Linked DNA regions of Sus scrofa: all the other regions are linked to region 2. Evidence: chromatin contacts called from public HiChIP or PLAC-seq and promoter capture Hi-C data. All regions are on one chromosome and are shown on one strand. The core of a region is the stretch at or near the end of the contact, and the rest is flanking DNA. Distances in the headings are between cores, read along the strand shown. Region 1 holds the start of CLHC1 (clathrin heavy chain linker domain-containing protein 1). Region 2 holds the start of CCDC85A (coiled-coil domain-containing protein 85A). Region 3 holds the start of LOC100514282 (prolyl-tRNA synthetase associated domain-containing protein 1).

What was found. Promoter capture Hi-C pulls out the DNA fragments that hold promoters and counts their contacts. HiChIP or PLAC-seq counts read pairs in DNA pulled down with a chosen protein or histone mark.
Region 1: a contact with region 2 is called in an H3K27ac HiChIP or PLAC-seq map of alveolar macrophages. The contact joins the promoter of CLHC1 here to the promoter of CCDC85A in region 2. A contact is called at or near these places in 1 of 5 promoter capture datasets (liver), 3 of 47 Hi-C or Micro-C datasets (heart right ventricle, mesenteric adipose tissue and skeletal muscle) and 1 of 2 datasets of contacts at active chromatin or transcription factors (alveolar macrophages).
Region 3: a contact with region 2 is called in a promoter capture Hi-C map of fetal liver, with 3 times the contacts expected there. The contact joins the promoter of LOC100514282 here to the promoter of CCDC85A in region 2. A contact is called at or near these places in 2 of 5 promoter capture datasets (fetal liver and liver), 4 of 47 Hi-C or Micro-C datasets (heart right ventricle, liver and skeletal muscle) and 2 of 2 datasets of contacts at active chromatin or transcription factors (alveolar macrophages and skeletal muscle).

Annotation. Positions count from the first base shown.
Region 1 is chr3:85,990,727-85,993,576 of Sscrofa11.1, reverse strand. CLHC1 (clathrin heavy chain linker domain-containing protein 1) reads right to left here and starts at 1,270. Exons shown (of 10, transcript XM_021087534.1): 1 at 665-1,270. RPS27A (ubiquitin-40S ribosomal protein S27a) reads left to right here and starts at 1,320. Exons shown (of 6, transcript XM_003125136.5): 1 at 1,320-1,399; 2 at 1,497-1,561; 3 at 2,031-2,085; 4 at 2,505-2,590. The coding sequence starts at 1,514.
Region 2 is chr3:85,648,514-85,651,321 of Sscrofa11.1, reverse strand. CCDC85A (coiled-coil domain-containing protein 85A) reads left to right here and starts at 1,468. Exons shown (of 18, transcript XR_002342946.1): 1 at 1,468-1,645. PPP4R3B (protein phosphatase 4 regulatory subunit 3B) reads right to left here and starts at 1,258. Exons shown (of 17, transcript NM_001244675.1): 1 at 1,224-1,258; 2 at 762-1,006. The coding sequence starts at 903.
Region 3 is chr3:85,946,308-85,949,007 of Sscrofa11.1, reverse strand. LOC100514282 (prolyl-tRNA synthetase associated domain-containing protein 1) reads left to right here and starts at 1,430. Exons shown (of 2, transcript XM_003125134.6): 1 at 1,430-1,582. The coding sequence starts at 1,499. CCDC88A (girdin) reads right to left here. Exons shown (of 39, transcript XR_002342714.1): 32 at 1-229. It overlaps MTIF2 (translation initiation factor IF-2, mitochondrial), which reads right to left and starts at 1,391. Exons shown (of 16, transcript XM_021087524.1): 1 at 1,140-1,391; 2 at 1-72.

The sequences.
Region 1 (2,850 bases), core at 21-2,520, 340 kb before region 2:
GACATAATCATTTTTTTATTTTTTAGAATATTTTGGAGGCAACAGTGAAGGTAGGTTAGAAAAGAAAGACTGGGAACAGAGAAAATTAAGGAGGACCTACTAGTCACTTATGATGGAACATGAAAATGTGAAAAAAAGAATGTATATGTGTATGTGTGACTGGGCCACCTTGCTGTACAGTAGAAAACTGACAAAACACTGTAAACCAGCTATAATGGAAAAGGTAAAAATCATTAAAAAAAAAAAATTAAGGAGGACCTGAACGTGGGGATGGGGATGCAAAGGAGAGGGCACAGAGAAATAAAGTAATTAGACAATAGGAGGGGTGTGTATAAGGATTCTGTGGTTTGTACAGCGGAGAAAGGCCAGGGGAAGTGCTAACCCGCCCGCCTCGCCGGGAGAGCGCCCCACATTCTTCAAAAATTTCCTCTTAGGATTTTCACCACAATTCCAAAGTCTAAACTTGGAAACTCTACAATAAAGAACCATTCCGCAGGTTTCTTTCCCCTATGGCTTCATTAGAAAATTTGAAAACTTCTGACGTTTTTCAACATATTAAGCCATTGCACACCTCGAAGTGACACACTAGACAGAACCTTCTCAGACTAGGGGAGCCTAGGGGGTTGAAGGTGGGGAGGGGCTATAGGCCGAGAAAAAGACCGACCCAAGGTTTTAGGAGCATCACCTATTCAGCTTGCCTGGAGTTGGCCACAGGAATGCCCTTCCCTTGAAGAACCGGGAAGCGTTCGGTGGTAGATGGCTGATCCTCCGCCCCTCACCGCTTATGTAAGGGGATGAACAACACTTTGGTTCCTCCACCCTTTTCCAGCCTCCTAACTTTTCCTCCTAACCATTTCCAAGCCATTTACACTTTCCCCGAAACCATTACTGCGCTTCACCCTTGCTCCCACCTAACCTTAACCACCTTCAGCAAACCCCAACTCCAGCGCTAGGCTGTAACTAGGTATAGTAACCAGGAAACCCGGGCGTGTGGAACTGCATCTCGGGACAAGAAGTCCTAAAAAAAAGAGAAAGCGTTGGAAAACTACAGTTCCCAGAAAAGACTTCTACTTCCTCCCTTTCCCTCGTGAGGCCCCCCCCTCAACCCCACCCCCTTTGAAAGACCCTCTTGGCCACGTCAACTAGAGGGAGAAAGCTTTTTAAAAACAATTTTTGAGTTGTTTAAGTCTACTACTTAGAGAGCACTCTGGAGGTTAAAATAAAAAGTAAGCCAGGCTAGAAAAGAGAAGCTAGGTCACGACTTGGTCTGGCATGTGGTTGGACAGCCGCTACGACAGCGCTCAGGCATTGCATGGACGCCTAGGAGGCGGGGCCTTGGGGGACGTCGGGAAAGCCTTGGACCGTCGGAGCGCCCTTCCTTTCGGATCCGCCATCTGTGGTGAGTGTGTGCTCTAGGTCTTTCTCCGCCCCGGGGCCCGCTGTAGCCCTTCTTTGTACCCAAATCTCACTCATTTTCTTCTTTTCCTCACGCTCAGGTGGAACCGCCGCCAAGATGCAGATATTCGTGAAGACGCTGACGGGCAAGACCATCACTCTCGAGGTACGTGCGAGGCAGAGGCAGAAGGCACGGCCTGAAGGAGGGGGGCTTGAGGCGGATTTCGGCACTCGCGCTGTATTCTGCTTTGCAGTACGTTTCCGAGCCTGCCCTCTGAAACCTGGCTTTGAAGTGAGCGTTGTTACTGCTGAGCAAGGGCTTAGGGCAGGTTTTCGGTAAAAGGTCCGAGCCTGTCACCTCGTCCCGGCCAGGTAGCTGAAGCCGGGTTGGCGTGGCGGGAGGGAGGCGTCCCCCGCAGCTCCGCGCGAGCACGTGTGGCTCGGCTGCCACCGCCGTGGCCCGGGCTGGGGGAGGAAGTGTGCGTGCCTGGGAGCCCGCCCAGTGTAGAGAAATCAAGAGGCGTGGGTGACTTCAGTCCCCAGAGGCTGCGTACCTGAGCAAGCTTCAAGTTGAATTGAGCGTTTATTTTAGTTTCTTTTGTGTTACTAATATACTTGCATTTCAAAACTTATAGGTCGAACCCTCGGATACAATAGAAAATGTAAAGGCTAAGATCCAGGATAAGGAAGGTAATTTTTTAAAACTAATCTCAATATGGATTAATATAATCATTTTAAAACTCATCTGTAGAGGCTCAGGCCATTAGACATAAATGCTTTTGGTGGGGTGGAAGAGGTCAGGTTGACAAAAACGCTTTTGAACTAAGACAGTAGACAAATGTTTTGGCATGGGGCTAAGCTGCAGTACCTTCACAAGTGTGAGTTTAGATGAACTAGTTAATTTACATCTGTTATCAGCTATAAAATGATCATGTTAACCCGTATTAAGATTAAATAAGATAAAATTAAACATTTACTTTAGACATTGTCTGTAGCAAAAACCACTGATGACTATTAGTACCATTTATTTGATTCAGGATTGTAAATCTTGAGCAGATATGCTTGATTTGCAATCACTTAATTTTATTTATTTATTTTAATCTAATTAGGGATTCCTCCTGACCAGCAAAGACTGATCTTTGCTGGCAAGCAACTGGAAGATGGACGTACTTTGTCTGACTACAACATTCAAAAGGTCTGTATGGCAGAAAGAACAGGTCTTAGTTTGGAAATTTTGACCAATAACAAAAGTGAGAAGAATAGCATTAGATTAGAGTAGGTTCCCAGGTGCTTCCTACACTGACAATTGAGAAATGCTGCTACAGTCTGACATTTTGGGTTTTGCATGTTGTATCACAGTGTAATTTAAAGTATTCCTTAATCTTTCTATAAACTAATAGTTTATATAGAAATCAGATATCTTTTTTTCCTGAGACTCCATCTGTGAGTATATTT
Region 2 (2,808 bases), core at 219-2,718:
ATCAGTTGTTCAAATCTAGGCGTTCAGATTACAATGAGAAAAGTGTTTTAATTAGGGCTCAACATTTTATAATTTAAGAATATTTTACAGGTGACTCGTACAATAAATCAACGAATACAAGTTTACAATCTGCCTGGTGTCCTAACTTGTTTAGGGTGTAAAGTATCCACTTTTTCACAGCACTCTCTACAAAGGTAGCCTGGAGGGATCCCAGACTGAAGATGTATGTGCTTGTGCGTGCATGTATCTTGTCAACAGCCTGCAATAACCCCAGGAAAAGGTGCCTCTTGTTTTTCCCCAGCACCTGTCGACTGTGGCATCTGAAGCTCGTTAGTAAAACGAGTTAAAAAAAAAAAAAACACGCAGAAAGTAAAGTTTCACTAAGCCTTTTGTACCAGGCATATAATGGATAAAAAAATAACGGGAGTCGGGGACGGTCAGCTCCCCCGAAGGAGATTCACTACCTAGTCTTCCATCTCTTCCTCCCTTCTCTCTCACACTTTCCCCTGCTCAAGAGGCGAGACTGGAGAAGAACGGGTCAAATGTTTAACAAGGATGGTAGGCGGGGGAACAGAGAATCGGCGTCTGACCGAGGGTAAATCCAGACAAAGTTGTTTCCTTCAACGCACTGAAGTGCACGCACAAAACCAATGCGCTGTCCTAAGTGGTTGTAGTAACAGTACCCGGCCCAGGGCCTAAACGCCAGGGCTGTGCCCAAACCGGAGGCATTGTCCCCTATCCTACGGTTCCAATAACCTTACCGTCGGACTCTGCCCGAACCAGCAGCGACATCCCCTTGAGCTCCTCCACATAAGTGGAGGAGACGTGCCCGGTGCCTCGGTCGTCCCATTGCCGGTCTTCGTTCAGGGTATAGACCTTCACTCGCCGCCTCGTATCCGACATGGTGGCTGCTGTCCCCACTACTCCAGCCGCCGCCTCCTCGTTCACCTAGTCCGCCTCTCTCACTCTTGAGAAACGGTAGCGGCGGTGGCGGCAGCGGCGGCGGCGGCGGCTCCGGAGAGGCCTGAGTTCACCATGGCTCCCAAGGTTCAGCCGCGGGAAAGGACAACACGAGCCACTGAGACCTTTCCGCCTGGAGTCCCGGTTTCCTCTCACTTCACCCCCGCTCACACCCACCCTCCCCGCCCTTTGACCCCCAGAGCTCTCTAGCTCTCCCGCCGCAGCCACCGCCGCCGCCGCCGCCGCCGCCGCCGCCGCCGCGGTAACTGCTACAGATCCGCCATCTTGTAACCCGATTCTCTCTGCCTTTCTCTTCCTCCTCCAGCAAGCTCGCACGGGCTGTCCTAGCAGGGGCTACGGCGGCCGACAAGTCCAACATGCATCGCCTCGGTTTCTGCATGCGCTTCCCGGGCTGGACCGTACTCGGTTTTCTCGCGATGCAGGGTACTGGGCTGAGGTGGGAGGGCCTAAGTGCGACTTTCTCCTCTCTCGACCCCGCCTACTGGCGCGTGATCTCGGCTGGGAGGGCGGTTCTCGCGAGCCTCCAGTCACGGCTGGTACCGCGAGACTCTTCTCTGTGCAGACCGCCAGAACCGAGTTGTGGATGCGGCTTCCGGCGGTTGCTGTCTGTGACAGGCGTGTGGAAGAGCCAAGCTCTGTGGAAAAAACAGAGCAAATCTGGGAGGTACGCATCCTTGGACAGGACTTACTCTGAGCCAAAGGGAAGAAAATGTGCTCGCACTCCTTAATGGAAGCTCACCCTGTCAGCCTGTAGGAGAAAAACAGTTAAAACCTCTTGTCTGTGAAGACTTTAGGAATTTAAAATGTCTAATGCGACCCCAAACCCACTGCAATTCGTAGTGGAGTCTGTTATAGTTAAGCATTTCCTCAGGAAGTGTTCGTGTTTGTCCAGAAGATTGTAACATCGTACAAAGGTGTGACAGTTTCTTATTTCCTGCCCAGGCGTTTTGCCGTTATGCTTTTGGTGGCTGGCCATTGGAAAGCATACTTTCCGCTTTGTGAAAATATGGTGTTCTTCCCTAATTTGTAATCTCGGAAAATGAGTCTTCAGATAAGTTTAGGGAACTGGCGGGAACTACCTGCCTAACTTATCTAAGCATTGTTTTTGATATTTTTGAGTTTCTCTTCCTGGCATTTCTTGCATTCTCTCTCGGGAAGACTTCTGCACTGAGGAAGAAATTCTTTTGGCGTTTACATTAGTTGTCAAACAACAGATTAATTTTCAAACATTGCACGGTGGATACGGGTGAACTGAGCAGTCATTTATTTCAATCCTTGTTTTCTTGATAGACTCCTTTTATTCGTTTTTTTAAGGACAGTTCTTGCCGCTAGCTCTTTACAGCTCTTTAGTCTGAAAGGTGAAAATCAGGCGAAATGCACGTTTTGCTGCAGCGCATCTTGGGAGTTGTAGTCATCCTAATCCATGGTTTGTCGAAACGTGCTTATGTTTTGACTAGATCTTGTGTGTACACCCTTCCGCATTGCACTGAAACGTGAGAATGTTTTAGAGCAGATGCCTGATAAAAAATACTCATTTCAAAATCTGGATACATAGGATTCGTATAGGATTTTTTTTTTTTTTTTTTAATCTAAAGAGGACCTAAGAGGAGTTCCCGTCGTGGGTCAGTGGTTAACGAATCCGACTAGGAACCGTGAGGTTGCGGGTTCAATCCCTGGCCTTGCTCAGTGGGTTAAGGATCTGGCGTTGCCAGCGTTGCCCTGAGCTGTGGTGTAGGTTGCAGACGCGGCTGGGATCCCGGCGTTGCTGTGGCTCTGGCGTAGGCAGGTGGCTACAGCTCCGATTAGACCCCTAGCCTGGGAACCTCC
Region 3 (2,700 bases), core at 181-2,680, 300 kb before region 2:
TGGTTTGGAGCCAGACCACTCCTTTTCAGTCCTTGAGTGGGCTTTTCCAGTTGTTGTCATGGCAATTGTCAACTGTCAGGGACAATTGGTGGGTGCCCTCATTTAGCATGCTGATGTATTACAGTGAACATACAAAGCCCAAGGTCTACTGGAATTAGATCTTCTGCCATCTTGCGCCTAGTTAGTTCTAACAAGCACTTATTTTTCTTTTTGCAACTTCCTCCTGAAACTTGGATAAGAGTTTCCATTCAAGGGAGAGGCAGGTGTGTGATTCTGGAGCATTGGTAACAATGAGGCTTAATCTAAATCCATAAATTAAACTCTAGTGGAATTTTAGGCCTCATTCAAGCAGGGAGTGACAGTTTTGCAGGATAGTGTAGCAGCCCACAAAGAGGTAGGCAGAGTGTCTCTGAAAGAGGTGAGTTGTGGCTGTCACATTTAATTATTTCAAAGGAGAGGAGGCGTTTCTGTGGTGGCTCAGCTGTTAGGAACCTGACTAGGATCCATGAGGATGAGGGTTCGATCCCTGGCCTCTCTCAGGGTTAAGGATGGGCGTTGCCTTGAGCTATGGTGTGGGTCACAGATGCAGTTCAGATCATGCGTTGCTGTGGCTGTGGCATAGGCCGTCAGCTACAGCTCCAATTCACTCCCAGCCTGGGAAATTCCACATGCCTTGGGAGAGGCAAAAAAAAAAAAAAAAAAAAAAAAGGCTAGGGATTTTGTCTTCTTTTGTCTGTAGATTCACAACCTCAGGGAGTTTCCCTGGTGAAGGTCGTCCCCCCCACCCCTCCCACCACCACTCCTCCTAGGAGGGCATAGAAAGACGGAAGAGGCTGGGCAATACAAGTTGGTGGGTGGAAGTTTTAGTAAGTAAGGGAATTTATATAGGTGGTCTTTCTTGGGCGCTCACCCAGCAGAATCTTAAGGGTTTATAAAGAGGCCTTGAGGAGGAGGTGTGCGTGTTTAAGCTACCTCAAAACTGCAGGTAGTTTCAATAACACAGGCTGCATCCTCTCAAGACAGAATCCTTCAACTAGTACCTGGCACAGAAAATACATTACAAGGACAGAGGAAGGGGTAGGAGCCTCTAACTGCCTTGATAAACCTGCTATGGCGTCCAATCCATGCCCAGTACTCACTGAACTGAATTGTTAGCTGGCTGTGATTCTGTTTAAATGGAAGATATGCTGGAAGTAGGAAACCGAGATTATCGAGGGCTGTGAGAATGCAGGCTCCTCCCTCTGCTGGGACACGCGGTAAGGAACCCTTCAGATTTGGTAAGGCTGTCCTTGCGGACCTGGATGATTTCCAGGAAAAAGCCAAAGCCACAGAAAAGAGCGAAAACGCCGCAACCCCGCCTCCGGAAGGTGCCTGCTCTCGGCTGGCAGCACCGACCCGAGTCCTTCCAGGCACTTCCGCTCGGCCTGCAGCCCGCCGGGTGGGGGAAGGCCACGCCCAGTTCCTCTTCCGGGTCTCTAGCTACTGCCACGAAGGCAGCATGTCAGGCTCAGAGTTGCGCGCGGCGCTGGAGCAGCGGCTCAGTGCCCTGGCCATCCGCACAGAGATCGTGGAGCACCCGGAGGTGAGGCGCTCTCGGTGGGACGGCTGCAGGAGTGGGTGGGCTCCGCTGCAGCGTCTGTCCCGCGAAGTCGCTAAGGCTAGTTGGCCCAGGGGTAGTGTACCTTAGAAACGTACGTTTTAAGGCATTTGCCGGGATCCAGACTACATCAAGGGACCAGAATGCAACATCAAAGGCCTGTCCACGTGGGCCTCGTATTGTAAAAAAGGTTATGTTTTCCTCTTGGAGTGACTTGATTTTCTGTGGAGAACTAGTGCAACATATTAGGAACTCGTGTGGAACTCGTTAGGAACTGGTGTGGGATGTTAGTCAGTGTGTCCACTTTATGGGTAGATACATTTGCCCAGCAGTAAACTGCTTCTCCAGTGGCTATGATGTATCAGGCATCATGCATACATGACACCAAGATATTTTTATTTATTCATTTGTTTTTGGGGCTGCACCATAGGCATATGGAAGTTCCCAGTCCAATGGGAGCTAGAGCTGCCAGCTACGCCACAGCAATGGCAGGATCCGAGCCACGTTTGGGACCTACACCACATCTCCTGCCAATCCGGGAACTCCAACCCACTGAGCGAAGCCGGGGATTGACCCTACATCCTCATGTATACTAGTCAGATTCCTTTCAGCTGCGCCACAACGGCAACTCCAGAGTTTGGTATTTTTAAACATAATTTAGTGTATTGATGGGCAGATACTCTGCAAATATCTCACCTAGCCAATATGTAACCTGAGTAGTGTAGGGACATAAAAGTTTTTGCCGGAGGCTTGAGTAACAGCTAAATGATAATTAGCTAAATATGGTGATGGTTTTTAAAGGGTATAGAAATACATTAAAACTGTGTCATTTTCCATGACCCTTCCCTTTCCCTTATTTTGGCTTTCTCTGGCCACATTTGTGGCATATATTTCTCAGGCTAGGGTCCAATTGAAACTACAGCTGCTGGATTACAACACAGCCACAGCCACATCCAACATGTCTGCGACCTACGCTGCAGCTCACAGCAATGCTGGATCCCTAACCCACAGAGTTCGTCCAGGGATCAAACTGGCATCCTCATGGATACCGGTTGGATTCTTAGTCCACTGAGCCACAACGGGAACTCCCTTCCCTTCCCTTA